Linked DNA regions of Sus scrofa: regions 2, 3 and 4 are each linked to region 1. A link is a contact called in public Hi-C, HiChIP or PLAC-seq and promoter capture Hi-C data. All regions are on one chromosome and are shown on one strand. Each heading gives the region's core, a stretch centred on a gene start, on an enhancer-like site or on the middle of the called end of the contact. The rest is flanking DNA. Distances are from core to core; before and after follow the strand shown.

Region 1 (2,810 bases), core at 304-2,803:
CCACATGCCAAACAGGCAGCCAGGAAAAACCAGACAGGTAGGTCCTGCTGAGCCGCAGAGCCCACTCTGACCTCCAGCCTCCTTCCCGTGGTACGGAAAGGCAGAACCCGCAGCCCCGCTGTGTCCTCCCCACCTCAGGACAGGACCACTGCCCCGGCTGGGGGCCGCAGGGCCCTGGGAGTGTTCCTTTGCCGCTTCTTCCCCAGCAGATGGGCATCCTGGGGACAGGCAGGGGAGGGCTGACCCCAGGGGGAGCTGGACAACCTCCCAGGGCTGTCAGGACTTGTGGAGCCAGCCCGTCACCGTGAAAGGCTGAACCTCAGACGTACTTGCAAATCTTCTTCAGCTCCTTCATCTTCCCAGGACTCAGCTGGGGTTCTCCCGACATCGTGAGCTCTTCCACCAACTTTGAGAGCTGCTGCTCCATGTGTAGAAATGCGGAGCACAGAGGTGCTAAGCAACTACCTGTAGGGGCACGCGGTACTTCAGGGCTCTTGACTTTATTAACGACTGTGTGCTGGGCTCTACTGCATGCTGGGCACTGGGACATGGGTGCAAGGCTGGGTCCTCACGGCCTGGCCTCTGCCAGATGAACCTCCTGGACCATCTCACAGGGGTTGCTGTGTTTCTGTGAAATACCACAATTCAAGGCGAGATGCCAGGCCGGGCCAAGGACTCTGGGGGAGTAATTAAGAAAAGGACAATAACTCTCACGCTGAGCGGGGCAGAGGCTGCAGTCAAGGCTCTGTCCCACCCATCCCGAGTTAAGGGAAGGAACGGAACTGTCTGCGTTACGTTTAAATCAGTTTTCCACACGACTGCCGCGGCGCCTCTTCCCTGCCAACTCTGCTATTCACCCGCAGGCCACAGGCAGCCTCCAGAGAGCAAAGCCAGTGGCTGCGACTTGACCACCGCGCGGGGCGCCGCCCAGAGACCGGTGTCCAGGAGGCCAAGGCGCCCGCGCAGCAGGTGCGCAGGCAGGAAGGGGCCGGGTCGCTCAACGCCCACGGGGGCACGGGTGGCCAGGACGCCTGGGGGGCCGTAGGGCTCAGCTTCATTGGGCGGAAGGAGGGACGGACGGGGCAGGTGTGCCCAGCCTCCCCCGGCGCGCTCGCCAACGGTAACGTGTAGGGTCACGACATGGGCTCAATACACCCGCGGCGGCCGAGGCCAGGGTCCCTCTCTCGAGCACACCCCCAGCACCGCGCGGCCCAAGGACCCGTCGGGCCGACCTGCGGGTGCGTGGGGAGCCCCGGCGGCGGGGAGGCGGGGCCGGGAGCAGCGTCCGGGGAGGGGTGCAGGAGGGGCGTCCCGCGAGAAGGCGCGCCCTCGGACCCCGCCCCGCCGCCCCTTCCCCCTGCCCCTTCCCCCCCCAGCGGCGCGGCGACCTCGGCACCTACCGCGCGACCAGGCCGCTCGCCTCGCCCCGCCCTTCCGGCGAAGGGCCCGCCCCCGTCACGTGCCCCCGATCGCTGCAGTGGTTGGCTCGCTCCGGCCCCGGCGGCGCGAGGGCGAAGGTCGGCGCGGCCAGGACCGCATCGACCGGGCGACGCCGCCGCCGCTGTCACGCTAGCCCGCCCCTTCCGGTGGGGGCCCCGCCCACGCCTGTCACATGACCCCGAGCGACGGCGGGCCCTGACCCGGGAGGCGCGGATGCCGGGTCGCGGCCGAAGTCTGCGCGGTGACGCAGGCGCGCTCCCGGCGGGGGCGGGGCCGCTGGGGAGAGCGACGCGCGAGAAAAAGGAGGCGGGCGGGCGCAGCAAGTCCTTAAAGGGGCCGCGTGCGCGGGCCAAGGGTGGGGCGGGCCTGAGGGGTGCGAACGCGGCCTCCTCCGCGCGACCGCTGGAAGGGTGGCGGTGCTCGGGTCAGCCCCCGCGACAGGGCGTCCGGACGGGCACCGCTCGGAGGGCCCGAATGGGGACAGGGTGGAGGCGGGTGCCCCCAGCCCTCCGCCGAGGGTTGCGACCCTGCTGTCGGCAAAGAGCGTCGGCTGCGCGGCTGTGTTTCCCAGGTCCGAGGGCCGCGCAGGGAGCGGTGTCCGGGGCACCCTTCCAGGCCTGTTTCCCGCCCGCCCGGTGGTCCCACGAAACGGAGGCGGGGGCTCCTCGGCTTGGGCATTTGCTCCTCACGCAGCCGGGGACCCCAAGTGCCAGGTGATGCCCCCGAGCCAGTGGACCGCCGTGGGCCAGCCGCCGGGACATGTGCACCAGGTGTTCTCCCGCCCGCCGCTTCCCGCCTCCCAGCCCCGGGCGCCCGGCCCTCTGTTGGGCTCTGCGCCGCAGCCCAGGGCCTCCACACCGGCCGCGCCCCCGCTCTTGTTTCTGCCTTCCCTTGGCAGGCCCGCTTGGCTCTCAGTGCCCACGGCACCAGCACAGACGGGCGCCAGGGAGCGAGCGAGTTGGGGGTTTTCAGGGCCGGGGAGGGGCAGAGTGGAGCGAAGGCACTGAAGACGGGCACCTCCCGGAAGGTGGACGTCGCGGCCATGGCACAGGCCTTCGTGCAGCGGTGGAGACAGCCCCGTGCCCCTCAGGTGACGGGGCAGAGTGGGCCTGCCTTCAGCCAAAACCGGCTGCAGCACTGGTGCGCTTCAACAGGGGTTCGCCTTCAAAACAGGACACTAGGTGAAAGGAGGCCGTCACAAAGGCCAGATGGAGGGTGAGGCCATTTAGACGGCAATGCTTGCAAAAGGCAAGTCCAAAGCAGACTTGTCACCCGTGTGGGCTGCTGTCGGGGTGAAGGGAAGCAGCTGCTGATGGCCGCAGAGGTTCTTTTTTGGGGTGACAAACATGATCTAGACTTTTTTTTAATGG
Region 2 (3,232 bases), core at 719-3,218, 200 kb before region 1:
GCCATCTGCAGAGCCGGTCCCGGCGGGGGTGCCCTGGGTGCCCAGGAGACGCCGCCAGCGGAGGCCCCGTGTGTGGAGTGTGGGTCCTAGGGGGTTAGATGGGAGCTTGCAGCTTGTGCGTGAGGGCAACCGGCCCACTGGAGGGGGGCTGAGGAGGGAGAAGCCGGAGCTGCGAGGGGCTGCGGGCCTGGCGGGCCTACCTGAGGCCGCGGGGCGGGCGTTGCTGGAAGGGGCTGGGTATTTGACGGGGTTGAGGGCGCAGCTCCAGGCTCGGGTCCTCGCATCTGGGGGCTGCTTAGGGGCGGGTCCTCATGCTCAGGGCACTGGGTGGGCCTCGTGGCCCCCTGGGCCTGGCAGGGAACTGGGCAGACGGGGCTCCAAGACGGTGGCCCCAGGGAGGGAGGGCCTGTGTTTGGTGCCAGGGCCTAAGGCCACCTTCCGAGACCTCTGGTCCCCTCCAGGGGTCAGTGGGAGGCCGCCTCCCCTGTGACCCGGAGACGCCCTAAGCCTGTGTCTTTTCTGTTGCAGACTTTAAAAAATTCAAAAAGCCTTTGCTCCCTCGACTGTGAAGATGAGGAGGACACCCACGCGAAGGCGGCCACGTCCTCCCGGCGTGACCCCCACAGCCCCCCAGGCAGCGCCCGGCCCGGCCCCGCCAGCCCCACCAGCCCCAGCTTGGGGGCCCCGTGGGAGTGGGCGGCCGGCGAGGCTGGGAGTCGGGGCGACCCCAGGGACTGGGACAGCGCCGGGGAGGAGGGCGAGCTGGACCTGGAGCAGATCGAGAGCAACTGACCGCTGCCCTGGGCCGGGCCGCCGGGCTGGCTGCTCTGGACGTTGCAATTCACGCCGACGCCGTCTTTCCTAGAGAAGCATCTGGCGTTGTTACGGCTCTTGCAGTTCGGAGAAAGCGTCTCTGTTTTGAAACGCCTTTTCGGAAGGGCATTCTTTTCGGGGGAGGTGAGCTCAGCGCCCAGCCTGGGCCTGGGCTCCTGCGTGACGGGCGCCTCGTGGCTTGGCTGCCGGGCCCTCCTCGGACCCGGACGCCCGCGGGCAGAGCCCCCAGCCCGTGCCCCCGACCGGCCTGCTGTTTGGAGCCGGGCCTGTCTCGGGCGGGGTGCTCTTGTGGCTGAGGCCGCGGGGTCCCGGTGGCCCTGCCGTGTCGCTGCAGCAGAAGGCACTGACTTGCTTTGCACGCGCGACCGCTGCACGCTGCTTTCCTGTCCGGGTTCCCCGGCCGAGGCCGGTCCCGGCCGGGGCATGAGATGTCCGGTTTCGTAAGATCGCAGGGCTTCTGCCAAAGATGTAGGTCTGAGGCGCTCTGGATAAGAGGAAGGAGCGCGTGACGTTGAAAGAAAACATTTCCAATCTTTGGAGACATTTTCTTGATTGATTTCCTGAGAACGTTGTAGCTCCGGTCATTTCTGCACGTAGAGCGAAGGTGGGCAAAACTGGGCAGCGGGCGGCCTCTGACCCCCCCCCGCCCTCCGGCCTCCCTTCCGGTGGGGGGGCGGTCTCATGTGCCGGGTGGCCCCTCCTGAGGAGGTCGAGTCCCTTAGGTAAAGTCCAGGGGCACCTGGTCTGGCGTGTTTCCTGGCACAGCTGGAGTGGCTGCCGCGGTTTCTTTTCTGATAAATGCCAGCGTCTTTCTCGAAACCTCGGCTGTAGCCGAGGGCCCGCTGTCCTCAGGGGGCAGAGCAGGCCGCCCTGGCTTCTGCTGGTTCTCCTGGGGAAGGAGCGGGTGGCCCTCTCTGCAGCAGACGGATGCCGAAAGGGACAACAGCCTGCGTGTCTAGCCAGGCTCCCTGCCTCTGCGGCTGGGCCCCTCCGGGGTTCTGGAAGCTGTCCAGGTTTAGCTGAAAGAGGAAAGAACGAAACCAACATGCCGACGCAGCCAGGGTGCAGCAGCGCCACCGTGGGGGCGTGGGGTGTAGCCTAGGAGGACAGCGTGGTGGTGGTGTCTGGCTGGAGAGCCCTCTCAGGACACCTCCCGAGGGAGGGGCTCGAGGGGCGGTGCTGCAGGACCCAGGCTGGGAGGGGACAGCAGTGAGCCCAGCCTCGCCCTCAGACCCGGGTGGCAGGTGGGCGGGGAAGCTCCTCAGGCCCACCCAGCCGGGCAGAGCCTGGCCGGGACCGCAGGCTGCTTGGGAGCCCAGGTGAGAGCCACCCGCCAGCCACATCCTGCCGTCTGGGCTCCAGGGTGGGCCCCTCTTGAGCCCCGCCCACCCCTCCCTGCGGGGTGCCAGGTCACCAGGCTCGGGCTGCGCGGGGTCTGTCTGGGCTGTGGCCGAGTCGTGGTCACAGGGCAGCTGCAGCCAAGGGCCAGAGGACCTGAGCGCCCTGCCCCGGAAGGACCCCCCCGACCCTGCTCGGGACACCCCTGCCGGAGCCCCAGGAAACATCCCCCACCTGGGGCTGAAGCATTTCCCACCCGTCTCCCGAGGACCCCTTCCTGAGCTGCGGACAGGGCGGTCGGGGGTGGGCCCAGGGCAGGCTCGGCGCCCCCACATCCAGCTTCCCTGTCCAGGGTCCCTCGGCCAGAGGCAGGGGTCTCTGTGTGTGAACTTGCTCCCCAAGCCCCTGTCAGGTGCTCCCTGTGGCTCCAGCCCCCACGGTGGCCCCTGGGTCCTGCCTGGCTCCTGCCCGTCCCCATGCCCACACTCCTCCTCCTGGGAGGCCCCTGACGCCCCGCCCCTCCTGCCCATCAGGGGGTGGGGGGGGGTCCCTCTCCGAGTGGCCACGCCCCCTGCTATTCTTGGGCCCTGGGTGGGGGTCCCTGCTGTCCTCTCCCCTCCTCCTCCCCCAGCTGGGTCAGTCCCCCGGCACTCCCACCTCTTGCTCAGGTGTCAGCTCGGGGCCAGGGCAACGTGCATGGCCTGCTGGCCCATCTCTGTCCTGTTGTCCTTCCACCCGCGGTGGCCCTGCAGCCCACGTGGGGTGCTTGGGGGCACAGGCTGGGGGATGGTGGCCGTGTACGCAGACGGGCGGCCATGCCTGGAGTCGTTTCACTGAAGTCATGAGAAGTGCCAGGTCGGGGGCTGGGGGTCTGGTGTGGGTAATGGCCCTGGGGGCAGGTGGGCGACCCTGGAGCATGGGCATGTGGGTGGGAGGGGCCTGCAGAGCAGCTCAGCTCCTGGGGCCCTGGGGCTGGTCCTCAGGCATCAACTCCACAGTCAGTGCCGGCAGGGCTCTGGGTTGGAGCAGACCCTGCCCAGGCAGAGGTGCTGGTGGCTGG
Region 3 (2,901 bases), core at 402-2,901, 240 kb before region 1:
TGAAGTGATATACTATTTAATAAAATGTTAGTATGAACTTGTATGTATTTTCCTAATGGGAGTATTTTGTTTTTCCTGACACCCAAGCTTTGGTAGCAGTTGGGGAGAGGCGGTCTTAGAAGCGGCAGCTTTAATGTGCGTATTTGTTCAGAATGAGAGGAAAAAGGAGGCAGACTCTAGGGATCTTCTGATTCCTAGCTGGGGGGCTGGGGTCTCAAAAAGTCCACTTCCCCGGCACCCTTGTTGAAGGGTCTGGGGGATTGGGAGGGGTCAACACGCGGGGCCCTATGTTGGGGAGGATGCCAGCGGCCCGAGGTGTTGGGGCCTCCAGCCTGTGCTCTCTGCTGTGTCCGCTGGGGTGCCTGGGTGGCCGAGAGAGTGGCTTGGGCCGGGAGTTCCTCAACAGCGTGTGCCTCCTGCTCCCTTATGTTCTCTCTCCTCTTTTTAGGGCTACACCCGCGGCATAGGGAGGGTCCTAGGCTCGGGGTCGAATCAGCCTCAGCCACTGGCCTACGCCGCAGCCGCAGCCGCGCCAGATCCAAGTCGCGTCTGCGGCCGCCGCCACTGCTCACAGCAACGCGTGAGGCCAGGAATCGAACCTGCGTCCGCAGGGATCCTCGTCAGATGTGTTTCCGCTGAGCCAAGAAGGGAACTCCTCCTTTATATTCTTGCCGGACCCTGAACTTTTGTAGAAAATGGTACAGTACAACCCGTTACAAACAAAAGCAAGAGAGGTGGAAGTTCCCTTGTGGCGCAGCGGGTTGAGATCTGGCCTTGCCGCAGCCTTGGCACAGGCAGCAACCGCGGCTCTGGTTCGATGCCTGGCCCGGGAACCTGACAGGCCGAAGGGGAAAAGCGCCGCAGGTGCACTCGAGTTTTCTGCATCCCCAGTGTCTCTTATTTCTCGCTGCGCTGGGGTCCTCCTTCCCTCCTCTTGCGCCCAGCATCAGCCCTTAGGGCGGGGAGCGCTCCCGGAGCCTGAGCGGGGGCCCGCGGGGAGCGCTGCCGGAGGCGGCGGACGTGAGCTGTGCTGAGCGGCGAGGACTGACGGAGGCTCGCGGCGCCAGGCTCCCGGGGCGGCGAGCGAGTTACCACAGAGCGCTCGCCCGCGGAAGACCTCGGGCCCGCGCCGCCCCGGCGCCGGCCCTTCCGGGTTCCGGGTTCCCGGTTCCCGCCAGCGCGGGTCCTGCGGTCGCGGCCGGCCGGCCCAGCGGAGGCCGCCCTCTCCGGGCCGACCAATCAGGGGCCGCTCCCCGTCGGGACGGGGCTCTTCGGCGATTCTCGCCGGCCCCTCCCCTCGCCTCGGCGCGCCCGCGCCCGAATCTCCCGCCAATACCCCTCCCCGAGTCCGCGAGGGCGCGGCCAATCGGCGTCCGAGGGTGGCGGCGGCCCGGCCGCCTCCATGGCGGAGGGGACAGCGTTTTTAGGGAACCCCGCTTCGGTCGGCCGGGCGGCGCCCCTCCGCCTCCAGGACGGCAGCGTGCGGCGCTGCGCTCCCGCCTCTCCCGCCCCCGGCGGGACGGCCTGCGGGGCGCGCGGGGCCGGGCGGCTCCCCCCGGCGTAGGCGCGATGGTCTCGCCCGGCTCGGCGCGCGCGGGAGCCCGGGGGGCGGGGCGGCGGCCGATAAAGGCGGTTGGGGGCGGGGCGCGCGCAGTCCGTCGGCGCCGCGCGGAGAAGGCAGCGTCGCCGCCGCCGGACCCGAGGACCCGAGGACCCCCGCCCCCGCCCGCCGCGTCGCCATGGCCTGCCGGCCGCGAAGCCCCTCCGGGTGCGGGAGCCGCCGCGACGGCGACGCCAGGTGAGGCCGGGCCGCGCGCTGGGGGCTCCCGGGCGGGGCGCGCGGGCGGGGGGCCCGGGCTGCTCCGTCCTGACGCGGCCTCTCGTCGCCAGCCCGCCGCCCCCCGCGAGATGGAGCCTGGGACGCAAGCGCACGGCCGACGGGAGGCGCCGGAAGCCGGAGGACGCCGAGGGCCCCGCGAGGCCGGCGGGCGGCCGCAGACCCGACAGGTGGGCCCGAGGGCCGCGGGGGGCCGGGCCGGTCCGAGGGTGAGCGCGGGCGGGGCCTCCGCCCCCGACTCGCCGGGGCGCCGGGGGTCGCCCCCCCCGGCTCGCGCGGGCCCGCGGTCGGGGGGCCTGTGAGGTGTCTTGGTGGCGGGTGGCATCGCAAGCCGGGCTCGGGCGCCGAGCCCTGTACGTCCCCGGGGCGGCACCGGGGCGACCCCGTCTCAGACCTTGGCGACGCGGCTGGGCGGGGGGCCTTCAAAGGCGTCGACGCGCAGCGTCTCCGGGGCCCCGCGGGGTCCTGCGCCCGCTGCCTGGCCCGAGAACTGCCCAGGCCGTGGCCGTGGCCGTGGCGGACGGAACGTCAGCGCAGGAACGTTCGGGGTCGGCCCGGAGTCGCGGCAAGTCGCGGGCGGGCTGCAGGCGGAGGGGGAAGCTCGCGTCTGCCCCCGCCGCCCGCCGGCCTCGAGCGTTCGCCCCCCGGTTTACGCAGCGTCTCGCAGGCGGGCAGCCTGCGGTCTGGGGCCGAACAGGACTTGCCTCCTGCCGTGCTCCCCCGGCGTGTGGCAGAGGGGCGAGGAGCCGGGCCGGGGGAGGCCTCTGTCGGGGGACCTTTTGGGGGGACCGGGGTGCCGTGGGAGGGGGTCCTGGCAGCTCCGCAGGCCTGAGGCGAGGCCGCCCTGCAGGGGCAGCTGCTGAGCTGAGGCGAAGCGGGGGTGAGGACGGAGCCGCGGAAGGGCCGAGCCGGGTGCTGCCCGAGACTTTTCAGAACTTCCTGGGGGCGGGGGTTGGTGCAGAGTCCAGCAGCACTGAGCTGCCAGGCCTGAAGCCTCGGCTGGTGGGACCGTTTGCCAAGGTGAAGAGGGGCGGGCGGAGCAGGGCTGCCCTGGGGAAGGAGGT
Region 4 (2,894 bases), core at 173-2,672, 220 kb before region 1:
GTCCACGGGAGGGGCTGCAGGGTGCTGCTGCCTAGAGGCAACAGGTGCCCCCTGAGGCCTGGGTTGGGCACAGTGGTACACCCATGCAAGGGCACTGCCCGAACCAGGCCCAGCACATGGCGGGACACAGCTGTGGGTGGACTGTTCCTGCAGCTGTGTGGCTCAGGTGAAGGCCCTGGGCTCAAGTGTCTGCGGATGGCTTCTCCATGCACGGCCAGTGAGACCAGGGCACTCCTGAAGGCCCAATTTCAGGCCAGGCCAGGCCCTGGGGCTTAGCGCACTGATGGGCTCAGCAGGTTGCCTGCCTGGCATCAATTCCCCTTTGCAGAGACTGTGCTCCATTTTGGGAGTTGGTAGCAATGTGTCAGGTTAAAGTGCCCCTCCAGGTGCCCTGGCAGCCGGGTATCAGGAAATCTGGGTGATCCGGGAAGACTCAAATGGGCGGAGCTCTGGACCACAGGGTCCTCAGACCTCTCCCAGCCCTGGCCACCCCTCTCACGGTGGTGCTTCTGCCTGCATCCTTTGAATGAACAGGCCCATACAGACAGCCAAGGTCCACACGTGCAGTTTCAGTGCTGCCCCAAGAGGTGGGGTGGCAGGGCGTCCTGCGCTGTGCGGGGCCAGCGAGTCTGGGGCGGTCAGAGGCCAGGGTCCGGGGGTCAGGACCCCAGGTGGCTCCCAGGATGTAAGGCTGGAGGGGGAAGCAGGACCCCTTCCAAGGGCAGTCCCGCTGACCGCCAGCCTCTCGACGTGGAGCCCCCCGCCTCGAGGTCCGGTCACAGCCGCCAGACGAATGAGTGCCCACCCTTCTCTCCTGCCGGGAGCCCTAGATCACGGCTTCTGGGCACCCGCCGTCCTGCTGGTCACACAGGGCGGAATCGCGGGGAGATCCGAGAGGGCGAGAGACCTGCCCAAGGTCACACAGCGGGTCACAGGCAGGGCGGGTGGGCGGCGAGCCAGGGCTCAGGGGGAAGATGCGGGGAGTGCGGTCTCTAAACGGCCGAGCCCCTGGCGGGACCAAGCCCTTCGCGCCAAGCAGCCGCCTGCTCCCCTGCCCGCCGAGCACGCCCTCCCGCCGCCCGGTGAGCTACGTCAAGCCCAGCGCCCGCAGGCGCGCAGGTGGGTGGGGCTTCGACTCGGGGCCGGGGTCTGGGGGAAACGCCCGGACAGCTTGGCGCACGCGCTGTGCGCCCGCTCGCCTCGGAGACGCGCTCTGGTGTGCGCGGAACCCGCCCCGTTGGCTCAAGCCCCGCCCTCCTGGCCCGCCCGTTCGCCCACAAGGCCCCGCCCCCGGGGCACAGGCCCCGCCTCCCACGCGCCCCGGGCTCCTCAAGGACGGCCGGGGCAGCCCGCTGAAGGGCGGGGCGGCGGCGTGGGGCGGGGCGGCGGCGTGGGGCGGGGCCTGTGTCGAGGGGGCGGGGCGCCGCTCTCAGTCCCGTTCCGCCGGGGTTGAGGCGTGTCGTCCTTTGAGCGAGGAGCGCGGCCAGAGGGCCGGCGGCTCCCAGGCTCCGCCCGCCCTGCTGCGCTCAGGTACTGGGCCCGTAGTGGCCCGCGGGGCGCCGGTCCGTGCGCGCGCGCGCCCGGGGCTGTGCGTGCGCGAGCCGGCGCGGGGCCGCGCGTGAACTTGGCCCAGAAGGTACCCGTCCCTGTCAGCTCGCCAAGCCCGGCCCGCGCGGCCCGATGCTTTTCCACCAGCGTCGGTGCCGAGCGTTTCCGCCGCTGGACCGGGAGAGCGCGGCGGGCGGGGCGCTGAGGGCGCGGGGACTCGAGGGCTCGCCGTCTGGGGTTGGGACCCCCGCCGCGCGCACGACCCCCAGGCCCGCCGAGTCCCGAGCCCCCGCGCCCCCCGCCCCCTGCGCGTCCCAAGAGTCCCGGGCCCCGAGACTCCTGCGCCCCCGCAGCCTCACCCACCCCGGCCTCCTGCGCCCCGAGACCCCCGCCCATCCCGCGCACCCGGGGCCCCGTGCACTGCACGCACCCTTTGCCTCGCCTGGGGCGCGCTGCCACTTGTTGAACCGACTTTGACCTGTCGTCGTTCCTGTGCTGAGAGCAGTTCCTGGGGCTCCTCTGCCTGGCATCTTGCAGCGAGAGAGAAGCAGGAAGTTTGACGTGCTAAGCTGTGCGTTAAGGGAGCTCCGAAGCTGGACCTGCGCGACGCGGGGACCTGTGGAAGGTGATTGGAGGTGGATTCCCGAGCTGCTTTCTCTGCATAGACGTGGAGTCTGGGTCCCTTTAAGACTTTCCCGAGTGGAGGGAGGTGCGCCGGGTGATTGCAGTGTTCACTTTGTTTCTACGTTATGTGCCCTTTTCGGTGGCAGGTCTGACGTGTATTAGTCTTCGTTAAACTGACTCCGTGTTTGCATTTTATCATGGGCCACGTCTGCTTGACTCTAAGCTTCCATAACTTCAAAATACATTTTTTTTTTTTTTCTTTTATGGCTGCCCTCACGGCTTATGGAGATTCCCAGGCTAGGGGGCGAATGGGAGCTACAGCCGCCTGCCTACACCACAGCCACAGCAACGCAGGATCCGAGGCGCGGCTGCGACTTAACACCACAGCTCCCAGCAACACCAGATCCTTGACCCACAGAGCAAGGCCAGGGATCAAACCTGCGTCCTCATGGATACGAGTGGGGTTCGTTAACCACTGAACCATGATGGGAACTCCTCAAAATACTTTTTAAAAAACCCTCAAACTTGATTCATTACTCAGCTGAGTTTACGCTGATTTCTCAGGATTGTTTGCTTGACGTCAAGAATGTGCTTCAGTTTCACAGTAGTTAAGACATTTAACTCGAGCTTATGGATCCTGCTTCCTCTTCCTGTCTCCCAGGCGTGTTGCCCTGGAAGCAGGTGGGGACAAGAGGGCGCAGCCTCGATCCAAATGGTAGAAG

The links. Promoter capture Hi-C pulls out the DNA fragments that hold promoters and counts their contacts. Hi-C and Micro-C count contacts between places; a contact is called where the count stands out from the background. HiChIP or PLAC-seq counts read pairs in DNA pulled down with a chosen protein or histone mark.
Region 2: a Hi-C map of retroperitoneal adipose tissue shows a contact between it and region 1, with 2.4 times the contacts expected there. The contact joins the enhancer-like site here to the promoter of UVSSA in region 1. A contact is called at or near these places in 11 of 47 Hi-C or Micro-C datasets (alveolar macrophages, embryonic fibroblasts, fetal liver and 6 more) and 2 of 2 datasets of contacts at active chromatin or transcription factors (alveolar macrophages and skeletal muscle).
Region 3: a contact with region 1 is called in a promoter capture Hi-C map of fetal liver, with 4 times the contacts expected there. The contact joins the promoter of SLBP here to the promoter of UVSSA in region 1. A contact is called at or near these places in 2 of 5 promoter capture datasets (fetal liver and liver) and 1 of 2 datasets of contacts at active chromatin or transcription factors (alveolar macrophages).
Region 4: a contact with region 1 is called in an H3K27ac HiChIP or PLAC-seq map of skeletal muscle, with 4 times the contacts expected there. The contact joins the promoter of FAM53A here to the promoter of UVSSA in region 1. A contact is called at or near these places in 1 of 47 Hi-C or Micro-C datasets (liver) and 1 of 2 datasets of contacts at active chromatin or transcription factors (skeletal muscle).

The regions. Positions count from the first base shown.
Region 1 is chr8:572,044-574,853 of Sscrofa11.1, reverse strand. UVSSA (UV-stimulated scaffold protein A) reads right to left here and starts at 1,553. Exons shown (of 14, transcript XM_021100878.1): 1 at 1,401-1,553; 2 at 330-465. The coding sequence starts at 427.
Region 2 is chr8:775,222-778,453 of Sscrofa11.1, reverse strand. FAM53A (protein FAM53A) reads left to right here. Exons shown (of 6, transcript XM_021100891.1): 6 at 529-1,373. The coding sequence ends at 792. Among named protein-coding and RNA genes, the nearest start is that of FAM53A, 20 kb to the left of the region's middle. Within about 2 kb of position 1,968, at least 33 of the 83 cell types and tissues checked have an H3K27ac peak or open chromatin away from gene starts, as enhancers often do. A contact at or near this core is called in alveolar macrophages, fetal liver, mesenteric adipose tissue and 3 more, where this site is marked.
Region 3 is chr8:816,904-819,804 of Sscrofa11.1, reverse strand. It overlaps SLBP (stem-loop binding protein), which reads left to right and starts at 1,651. Exons shown (of 8, transcript NM_001244857.1): 1 at 1,651-1,798; 2 at 1,891-2,007. The coding sequence starts at 1,740. It overlaps TMEM129 (E3 ubiquitin-protein ligase TM129), which reads left to right. Exons shown (of 4, transcript XM_003128802.4): 4 at 1-43.
Region 4 is chr8:794,911-797,804 of Sscrofa11.1, reverse strand. It overlaps FAM53A (protein FAM53A), which reads left to right and starts at 1,422. Exons shown (of 6, transcript XM_021100891.1): 1 at 1,422-1,530; 2 at 2,054-2,173.